Regions from separate parts of the Sus scrofa genome. Here region 1 is linked to region 2. Evidence: chromatin contacts called from public HiChIP or PLAC-seq data. All regions are on one chromosome and are shown on one strand. The core of a region is the stretch at or near the end of the contact, and the rest is flanking DNA. Distances in the headings are between cores, read along the strand shown. Region 1 overlaps UBAP2 (ubiquitin-associated protein 2). Region 2 overlaps KIF24 (kinesin-like protein KIF24).

Region 1 (4,950 bases), core at 1,759-4,258, 260 kb after region 2:
CCAAGCATGTGGAAGTTCCCAGGCTAGAGGTCGAATCGGAGATACAGCTGCTGGCCTACACCACAGCCATGTAAATGCAGAATCCAAGCCTTATCTGAAACCTACACCACAGCTCACGGCCATGCCAGATCCCCGATCCACTGAGTGAGGCCAGGGATTGAACCCCCAGCCTCATGGATACCAGTTGGATTCGTTTCCGATGTGCCAGAGGGAGAACTCAAATCTCAGATTTTTAAAAAAAAAGTGCTTTTGAGAGATCAGATTTTCAAGAGTAGTGCTTTTAATTCCTGAATATCCCTTATCCAGATCCCATAGTAAACATTTTTACCATGTTTACTAATTTTTCCTTTTCTCTCTCCTTCTATAAAGGATAAACTACACACAGCCTTTCTCCTGAACCTTTTGAGCATAAGCTGCAGATATGTTGCATCTTTACCCCTAAATACTTTAGTTTGAATATTTTTAAAAAACAGACAAGGCCTTATTTTACGTAATCACAATACAGTTATCAAAAATCAGGAAATTCTCTTTCTAATGTAATATATACATTATATTCATACTTTTTCAATTGTTTCAGTAATGTTCTTTTTAGCTAATTAAGTCCTTGACCATACATTGTATTATTCAGGGGTCAAGTCTCTTTAGTCTCCTTTAATGTACAACTTCCTCTGTTGCATGACATTAAAATATTTGAAAAATACTGGCCATTCATTTGTAGAATGTCTCCCAATTTTGGCTTGTCTCATACTTCCTCATAATTAGAGGGGGTATGCATTTTTGGTAGAAATACCACAGAAATCTGTCCCCCCCCCCCCCTTTTTGGCCGCCCTGCAGCATATGGAGTTCCTGAGCCAGGGATCAGACCTGAGCCACAGTTGTGACCTGTGTCACAGCTGTAGTAATGCTGGATCCTTTAACCCACGGTGCCAGATGGGGATTGAACTTGCATCTTGGTGCTGCAGAGATGATGCCAGCCCCATTGTGCCACATTGGAAACTCCTGGTGATGTGTTCAATTTTTTTTTTTTTAAATCTTTTATTTAGGCAGGCTCCTGTAGCTCCTTTTATTTGGGGTGGCCCATGGGAGGTCCCCAGGCTAGGGGTTGAATTGGAGCTGTAGCCATTGGCCTGCACCACAGCCACCCAATGCCAAATCTGAGCCACATCTGTGACCTACACCACAGCTTAGCAACGGCAGATCCTTAACCCACTGAGCAAGGCCAGGTATTGAACCTGCTTCCTCATGGATGCTAGTCAGATTTGTTTCAGCTGAGCTGCGATGGGAACTCCAATCCATTCTTAATGCATCATATCATGATGTACAAGACAGGTTTGTCTTATAAGCCAGTTATCCGTTTTGTTACTTGGTTGTCTGTTACCATCAGGGGATATTAAAACCTTCCAATTGTGTTTGGAGTTTTTGTTGTGGTACATGGGGGTAACAATCTGGCATTGTCTTTGCAGTGACTTGGATAACTCCCGAGGCTCGGGTTTGTTCCTTAGCCTGGTGTAGTGAGTTAAAAATCTGGTGTTGCCTCAGCTGTGGCTCTCATTTGACCTCTGGCCTATGAACTCCCATATGCCACATGTGTGGCAGAAAAAGGAAAGAAAAAAAACCCTCCGGTTTTTAATTTAATTTGTATTATTTTTTGTCTTTTTTTGGCCTGCAACCTCAGCATATGGAAGTTCCCAGGGTAGGGATTGAATTGGAGCTGCAGCCTCTGGCCTGTACCATGGCCACGGCAGTGTGGGCTCCGAGCCACTTCCGTAACCTACACCACTGCTCATGGCAATGCTGGATCCTTAACTCACTGAGTGTGGCCAGGGATCGAACCTGTGTCCTCATGGATCCTGGTCGGGTCCGTTACCCCTGAGTCATGATGGGAACTCATTCTAGTTTTGTTGTTGTTGTTGTAGCTTTTTTTTTTCTTTTTCCTTTTTTCCTCTTCAGGGCCGCACCAGTGGCATATGGAGGTTCCCAGGCTAGGAGTCGAATCAGAGCTACAGCTGCTGACCTATGCCACAGCAGTAGCAACGCAGGATCCAAGCCACGTCTTTGACCTACACCACAGCTCATGGCAATGCTGGATCCTTAACCCACTGAGCAATGCCAGAGATTGAACCTACAACCTCATGGTTACTAGTTGGATTCATTTCTGCTGAGCCACGATGAGAACTCATTCTAGTTTTTTAAAAGGTAAAATGCACTATGAAAAGTTACTTTACCAGTGAAAATGGGTTTGTTTTGGAATAGCAGAGAATTGTAATTCAAAACAAGTCATGGTAAAAACCATAGGCAAGTCCCACAAACAAAGGAGAGGAATGTTAATAGAGAAAAAGGAGGAAGTTGGGAGGGGTTGTTTTGAACAAAAATTAATAGAGAAGAGTAGTAAGTTTGAGGGTAATGAGCTTTCTCATTAGCTGAGTTGCTGGAGTAGTCGATTTCTTGTGGGGATGCAATGTACATCTTTTTCCTTTCTGGCCTTTTTACTGTAATTGACCTCTAGTGGTTCTACATGAGCACTTCCCCTTCCAGCCTCCTGATTCTCTTTTAGTGAAGTTTCCCTTTATGAATTTTCAGAGTATTTACTTTGAAAGATGGTTGTAGGGAATTAGAAATTGCATAAGTTGTATTGAGAAAGTGGTAACTTAAACTCATTTTTTTTTTTTTTTTCCTCTTGTCTCTTTGCCTTTTTCTAGGGCCGCTCCCTCGGCATATGGAGGTTCCCAGGCTACGGGTTGAATCAAAGCTGTAGCGGCCGGCCTACACCACAGCCACAGCAACACGGGATCTGAGCCATGTCTGTGACCTATACCACAGCTCATGGCAATGCTAGATCCTTAACCCAATGATCGAGGCCACGGATTGAACCCACATACTCATTGATGCTAGTTGGGTTTGTTAACCACTGAGCCATGAAGGGAACTCCTATTTCATTTATATCTACTGTAGTTTCTGCTGTTTCTGTCTTTAAAAACTGGGGAATTCCCTGGTGGCTCAGCGGGTTAAGAATTTGGCATTGTCATTGTGGCTCTCATTACTGCTGTGGTCTGCCTAGGAACTTCTGTATGCTGTAGGAGTGGCCAAAGAAACAAACAAAAACTGTTCAGGAGTGTTCCCACTGTGGCTTAGTGGGTTAAGAATCTAACTGCATCTTCTCAGGTTGCTGCTGGAGGTGTGGGTTTGATCCCTGGCTTAGTGCTTTGGGTTAAAGGATCTGGAGTCATCACATCTGTGGCATAGGTAACAGCTGTGGCTTGCATTCAGTCCCTGGCCTGAGAACTTCCATATGCCATGGGTACAGCCGTTAAAAAAGCAGAAACAAAAGAACAAAAACCTGTTCAGAATCAATGTTTTGGAATAATTATAATTTGCAAAAAAATTGAAAAATGCTTCAGGTCTCTATACCATTAAGCCACCTTCCTATTTAATGCTAACATTTTATATCACATGTTGGCAAACTTTTTCCAAAAGTCAGTCAGCAAATATTTGATGCTGTACAGATCACACACAATCTCTGTTACATGTTCTTTCTTTGTTTTGTTGTGTAATAACCTTTTTAAAATGTTAAAACCTTTTTTAGCTGGCACACTGTACAAAATCAGATCCTAAGCTCTAGTATACTAACTGCTGTTTTATATAATTATTTGTCAAAACTATGATAGTAGTATTGGAATAATATTAATAGGTAAATATAGACTTTATATATGTTTTCCTAGTTTTTCCAAGGCCTTTTTTTTTGGTTCCAGAATCCAGTCCAATTTGTTGTCATGTCTCCTTAGTCTCTTCTGATCTTTAACAGTTTTATCAGTCTTTCCTTGTTTTTTTCATGACTATTACTCATGTGAAGAGTATATTTATCTCTCTCTCTCTCTTTTTTTTTTTTTATGGTTGCACCTTTGGCATATGGAAGTTCCTGGGCTAGGGGTTGAATTGGAGCTGCAGTTTCCAGCCTACACCATAGCCACAGCAACTTGGGATCCAGATCTGTGCCCTACACCACAGCTTGCATCAACACCATATCTTTAACCCACTGAGCTAGGTCAGGGATCAAAACCCACATCCTCATGGTTACTAGTTGGGTTTGTTTCTGCTGAGCCACAATGGGAACTCATATTTATCAGTTTTTGAAATAATTAATTGGTGGAGTTCCCACTGTGGCACAGTGGGTTAAGGATTTAACTGCAGTGGCACGCATTGCTGCAGAGGCGTGGGCTCTGATCCCTGGCCTGGCACAGTGACTTAGAAGAATCCAGCATTGCCGTATTGTGGCCAGCATAGTTCACAGCTGAGGCTTGGATTCAATCCCTGGCCTGGGAACTTACATATACCACAAGCGTGGCCATCAAAAGAAAAAAATTTAATTGGTTACTTATCATTCTCCAAAGGTGTATAAATTAGAACTTTAAAAAAAAAACTTTAAAGTACTACTATAAATATTAAAATAATATAAATATTAAATAAATTTAGGATGTAAACATTTGAGAGGTTTTGGTTATTTCTAGTTATCATTTGAAGTTGAAATTCCATCTTTGGTCAGGTCTCTCTGTTTTTTTGTTTTTGTTTTTGTTTTTTTGTCCCGCGGCACATGGAGGTTCCAGGCTAGGGGTCGAATTGAAGCTGTAACCGCCGGCCTACAACAGAGCCACAGCAACGCGGGACCTGAGCCAGGTCTGCAACTTACACCACAGTTCGTAGCAGTGCCGGATCCTTAACCCACTGAGCAAGGCAAGGGATTGAACTTGCAACCTCATGGTTCCTAGTCAGATTCGTTAACCACTGAGTCATGATAGGAACTCTCTTGGTCAGGTCTCTTTAAATTGGATCCTGACTTGGTTCTGGTAATCCTTTTTTTGTGCCTTTTAGGGCCACACCTGTGGCATGTGGAACTTCCCAGCTAGGGGTCTAATTGGGGCTACAGCTGCTGGCTTATGCCATAGCCACAGCAAT
Region 2 (5,020 bases), core at 725-3,224:
CTGTCCCTTCTGGTTCCTAGGCAGGTGGTCATCCGAGCACACCAGGAACAGCTGCATGAAATGGCCAAGCTGGGCTTCAAGGAGGAGACCCTGATGAGCCAGCTGGCTCCTAATGTAAGTGGTTTTGGTGGACTCCTCAGGAGCTCTTGGTAGTTAGTTAGCCTGCAGCTAGTTTGAGGGTCTTGTGCTGCAGCTGTGCGTCCAGAAAGGGTCTGCAGTCACACACTAACCTTGCTGAGGCCCTGGGCTGCTCAAGTCACTCCTGAGACTGTGCAAGGCCAGGCACCAGATGGTGCTGCACTCCCCATGGTGGGGCTAAAATGTTTCCAGCCTCTGTCCTTTGCCTCTGGCTTGTGGGGGCCCCTCCTTGTGATGATAACAGTGACATGCCTGATGCAGACCAGGGATACTTCTATGAAACCACCCTGCTGCCCTACAAAATATCTCTCTACATAGAAAAGTGTCTTAATGCAGCGAAGTGGATCCCACCCTGTGCCATAGTGACTGTCTTGCCAGTTTTCCAGCTGGAGGAAGGGCCTGAGCTCTTCCTGCAAGAAAAGGGACTAGAAAAGGAGATCTGCCAGAGGGCCAGCAACAGCAAGAGTTCCATGTGTCCTTTGTTTCCTTCCCTAGGATTTTGAAGATTTTGTGACCCAGTTGGATGAAATCATGGCTTTGAAGTCCAAGTGCATCCAGAGTCTGAGGAGCCAGTTGCAGCTATACCTGGCCTGCCACAGGCCTGCCACAGCCCCTGAGAGGACAGCGGTATCTTAAAGCAAAACCCAGTATGGGGTGGCTAGGCTCCTGAGGGCTGAGGGCCTCTGCCAGGTCCCCCTGCAGATATACTAGAACCCACTACCTAGTCCTGCCCATTCTGGCCTCTCCCAAGCCACACACAGCCTTGGCTGGGCCCAGCTCCTTTCTTGGGGCCAGGTATATGCCCCTCAGTTCTAAGCACAGGAGCATCTATAAGGAAGGACAGATCAGCCCAAAAAACTTAATGTACCCTTCCCTTTTCTTTGGAGCTAGAGGAGTATTTGCCTCACTGAACCTTTTTCTGTAGATGTTTCTAAATTTGGGGATCAGAGGATGGGGATGGTCTGGTAACCTAGAGGTTGGAGGTCACAGGCTGAGCCTAGAGATTTTATCATCTGGATTCAGTGCCTTTCTCTAGGACTCGATCAAAAACTAAAACAATGGTGCTAGTGGGGCAGGGGCCACGTGAGTTCTGCCCCTTCAGCCCTTGGAGGTTGATTTTGGACTTTAGCTTTTGAAAATGCAGACTGAATAAACTTTGACTTGCTGTGTCTTTAACAGCAGCAGATATGGAACAGACTTTCTGCTTCCAGTTCCTCTCCCTCCTACAATCCAGAAGAGGGTGCTTTACTCTTTTCCCATCTCTGCCTTTTCCTGGGACCATGCACCTGTTAAAAGCCATTATGTTCCTGGCTCCTGCCTTTGAGTCCCCACCCACCACGCTCCCTCACGGAATAGCTGAATAGCTGCAGAATCTAAGGCAAGTTTCTCTCTAGCTTCACCTTCATCCAAGATATCCTTGGCCATCTACCCACCTCTTAGTGGCCTGTGTTCAGTGTCTTGGCATTGAGGGCTGAGGTCAATAGTCTGAGACTCTGAAGTAGTCAGAGTCACACCCTTCATGTGAGTTCTGCTTGCTGTTTATCTTTTTAGCAGAAAGAAGCTTAAGACAAGAAATACCAAGTGGCTTCCAGGTGGCCCATCACTTAGCAAGGCCACCATATGATATTGAGATTCACATGCCAAAGACTTGGCCCTGATGCCCACTTTATATGAAACTAATTTCCTATATGAAACTAAAAGGTAAAGGGTAACTTTTATAGGTCTTAAAGGAAGGATTTTAAGTAATTTTAAATTAATTTTAAAGGCCAGAAGAGGGGCTAGTTTTCTGAGGCAATGGCCATGCCTTATCTGACCACCAGAGGGCAGCCTCTCTCCAGCTTGGTGCTTTCCAGCCTTAAGGTTCAGCACCCATTCCTCAATCACTGAAAAAATTAGAGAACCCACCTGAACCAAGAGCATGGAAGGGGACTAGAAGACAGTATGAAGTATAAGGACAAGAAACTTCAGGGATAAATCTAGGGCCATCGATATACTAGCACCACTGAGAGCTGGGGAAGCAGTTTTGAATCCATCCTGCCTGTGGAACACATAATATACCTGATGGTGCTCACCCGACAAGGGGCTTGTTCCTCATTTCCGGGTGATTCCCCTGAAGGCCAGCCTGTCTCATCTCCACAGTAAGTCTTGCAGGAAGGCCCAGAGACCAAACTTGGGCAGGTTTAAAGAGACCTCCCCGTCTTGGCCTGCCTTTGCAAACCAAAAACCAGGGCACAGCTCCTTCCCAGAATTTGAAGAAAGTACTGAAACAACAGAAAATGGTTAGGTCCCATTCCAATCCCAGCAAATCTCAGCAGGAAATCCTTCATCAACCACTCACCTCCACCCCTCCGTGAAAGAGCCCTTGGCAATAAAGAAATGATCACAGCAGGACATACCTTTTAGATTTTTATTAGTAGTTCTCTCTGAAGAATGAAAATAGTTAGCAAATTACATTAGATTCATCAAGACTGTATATCCTCTGTATTTAGATCTTTAATGATGTACAACATAATACAAAACAAAGAGACGGATTTCTATGACTAGGTGTTACTGTGTCATCCTAGAGCAAAGGGCTGGAGGGAGAGGCTGTTCTCCAGGGAGAACTGAGGTGGAGTTAGTGCTGAGTGACCAAATCACCGCCTGTTTTTTTCTTCCCCACTTGATGCACTGGGAAGGGGCCAATGATTTCTTAAAATGACAACTGTTCCTAGAACAAGGGGGCTCTAAAATCCTGGGTAGCAAACGACTGTGGTCTCAACCAGACCAAAAGAAACAGGCTGGGGCAGGAAAGTAATGCAATTGCCTAGCAGAAAAGGCAAACTAGGGCCCCAAGGGAAAGGGCATTCTTTGCACCTCAGAGACATTGCAGAACCAGTGTAACACTAAGTGACATGAAGGGGGAAAAAAACAAAACCCTGGAAGAACCTCTCAATTGCACTCAACCTGGATTAGAGGTCAGTCCACCCTTGCAGAGGAGGAAAACATCTAGCCCCAAAGCAGCACTGAGTCTGGCCCTCCCACCCCTTCTCCCCAGCTCCTTCTGGCAGCTGGGGTGGGTTCCGGTTGAGGCCAAACAGACCCCAGAAAGACCAGAGAAGTCTCTCTGGAGGGCCAAGGTGGGAAGGACACTTCTCAAAATACAAATACATTTAATATGGAAGGAGCCAGGACAGTTCTGGGCACATGAGCCTGCCCAAATCTTTCCCACTTTCTCCCCAGCTCAGGGCCTCGGCTCATAGAGACCTGGCGAGCACCGTCTCCACACCTGACCTTCCACCCCCAAAAGAAAATCCAGAAGTGTACCCCTTCTCCTTCCCCACAGATGGGCTGCTCAGGGCCTCTGGCAGGGGTGGTTCCGTGGCAGGGCCTAGGCAAGGCCTATCTCAGCTGGCTCCCGCCCGAGCCATGAGGTCTTCCAAAGCATTGTCCTGGTCATTGTTGTGTAGGAGCAGAACTTCCTTAATGTCTTTCAGTTCAAAGCCCATTTCCTTAAATTTGCTCATTAACTGAAGAAACTCCATCATCTAAGGGAAAAAAGAGAGTAGACTCAAGAAAGAGTTCCAGCCACAGAAAATAGCTGAGTGGAGCAATGTGTGTGTAAGGGGACTGCTGGGGGAGCCTGCATCCTTCGCCAGAGCCTCATGAACCCCTCTGAGGTCCCCAAGCAAGCAGAGGAGGGCCATGGAGGAAGCCGGGGTGACAGGTGGGTGCCAATCAACCTCCAGAAGGTGTGCCCAGTCCCAACTCTAGCTGACCTTTACTCAGGTCCCACCCACTGTGGGCATCCGTGCTCCCACTCAGGAGGATACTGGTCTCAGAAAGGGCTGCCCTCCAGCAAGCAAGCCAGGTGAAGTGATGAGCAATCTCCCCCATCATCCCAAAGTATGCCTGCTTTTTTTTTTTTTTTTTTTTTTTTTTTGGTGATGGTGATTTTACCCTTCCCTCCACTAGGCTTCTAGATAAGTCTTCAACCCAATTATCTGAGCCTAACACCCAAACTAGCCAAATGCCGTATGCACACAGGAGGTTCTGTGCTTCAACAACTTCTGCCCACAGTCAGTGGAAGGAATAAAGACTGTGGTCCAGGAGGACCCCCAGGACAGACGACTTTGTTCTTTCCGGAGGGTTCTTATAAAGCATGAGGTGCCTACCTTTTCCTCTGAACACTGATGCATTTCCAGAGCCTCTTCCACTAAAAGAGGGTCGAAGCCTTTCTCACAGAGCTGTCCATGTGCAAAGAGATAGTCGAGAATCTAAGGGAAGAAAAAGGTTTAGGCGTTCCCGTTGTGGCTCAGTGGTTAACGAATGTGACTAGCATCCATGAGGACGTGGGTTCAATCCCTGGGCTCGCTCAGTGGGTTAAGGATCCAGCATTGCCGTGAGCTGTGGTGTAGGTCACAGATGTGGCTGGATCTGGCGTTACTGTGGCTGTGGTGTAGACTGGCAGCTGTAGCTCCAATTCGACCCCTAGCCTGAGAACTTCCATATGCCATGGGTACAGCCCTGAAAAGAAAAAAGAAAAAGGCTTAATTAAGCATCTACCGCCCATCCTGACTGTGCTTCCCAAAAGTCTTATGCACAACCAACAAGTATGACATCTGCTCCCCAGCTTGGCTTAGAATCAAAAGAGGACTTGACTTTGTACTTTGAACTGTGTCCAACACAGCAGGACCCGTGTGACTACCTGCTGACAGGCACGCCCTTCTAAACATGAGTAGCCACTTTTCAAAGGCATTCCTGTCACAGCTGACTCACACCTCCCAGCTGACGTCAGTCCACAGCCCAGAAAGGAAAGTCTTCTGAGAAACCACCCAAGTCAGAAAGTGCCCCCCAAAATTTAGGAACTCCCTAGGCAACTCTGACAGAATAAACATTTCTGGAA

The links. HiChIP or PLAC-seq counts read pairs in DNA pulled down with a chosen protein or histone mark.
Region 1: an H3K27ac HiChIP or PLAC-seq map of alveolar macrophages shows a contact between it and region 2. The contact joins two enhancer-like sites. A contact is called at or near these places in 1 of 47 Hi-C or Micro-C datasets (embryonic fibroblasts) and 1 of 2 datasets of contacts at active chromatin or transcription factors (alveolar macrophages).

Annotation. Positions count from the first base shown.
Region 1 is chr10:32,805,098-32,810,047 of Sscrofa11.1, forward strand. The region is part of intron 2 of UBAP2 (ubiquitin-associated protein 2); the gene reads left to right. Among named protein-coding and RNA genes, the nearest start is that of UBAP2, 52 kb to the left of the region's middle. Within about 2 kb of position 3,009, at least 2 of the 83 cell types and tissues checked have an H3K27ac peak or open chromatin away from gene starts, as enhancers often do. A contact at or near this core is called in alveolar macrophages, where this site is marked.
Region 2 is chr10:32,549,712-32,554,731 of Sscrofa11.1, forward strand. It overlaps KIF24 (kinesin-like protein KIF24), which reads left to right. Exons shown (of 14, transcript XM_013980172.2): 13 at 21-114; 14 at 634-3,052. The coding sequence ends at 774. It overlaps UBAP1 (ubiquitin associated protein 1), which reads right to left. Exons shown (of 8, transcript NM_001267841.1): 7 at 4,290-4,391; 8 at 2,532-3,662. The coding sequence ends at 3,522. Among named protein-coding and RNA genes, the nearest start is that of UBAP1, 74 kb to the right of the region's middle. Within about 2 kb of position 1,975, at least 4 of the 83 cell types and tissues checked have an H3K27ac peak or open chromatin away from gene starts, as enhancers often do. A contact at or near this core is called in alveolar macrophages, where this site is marked.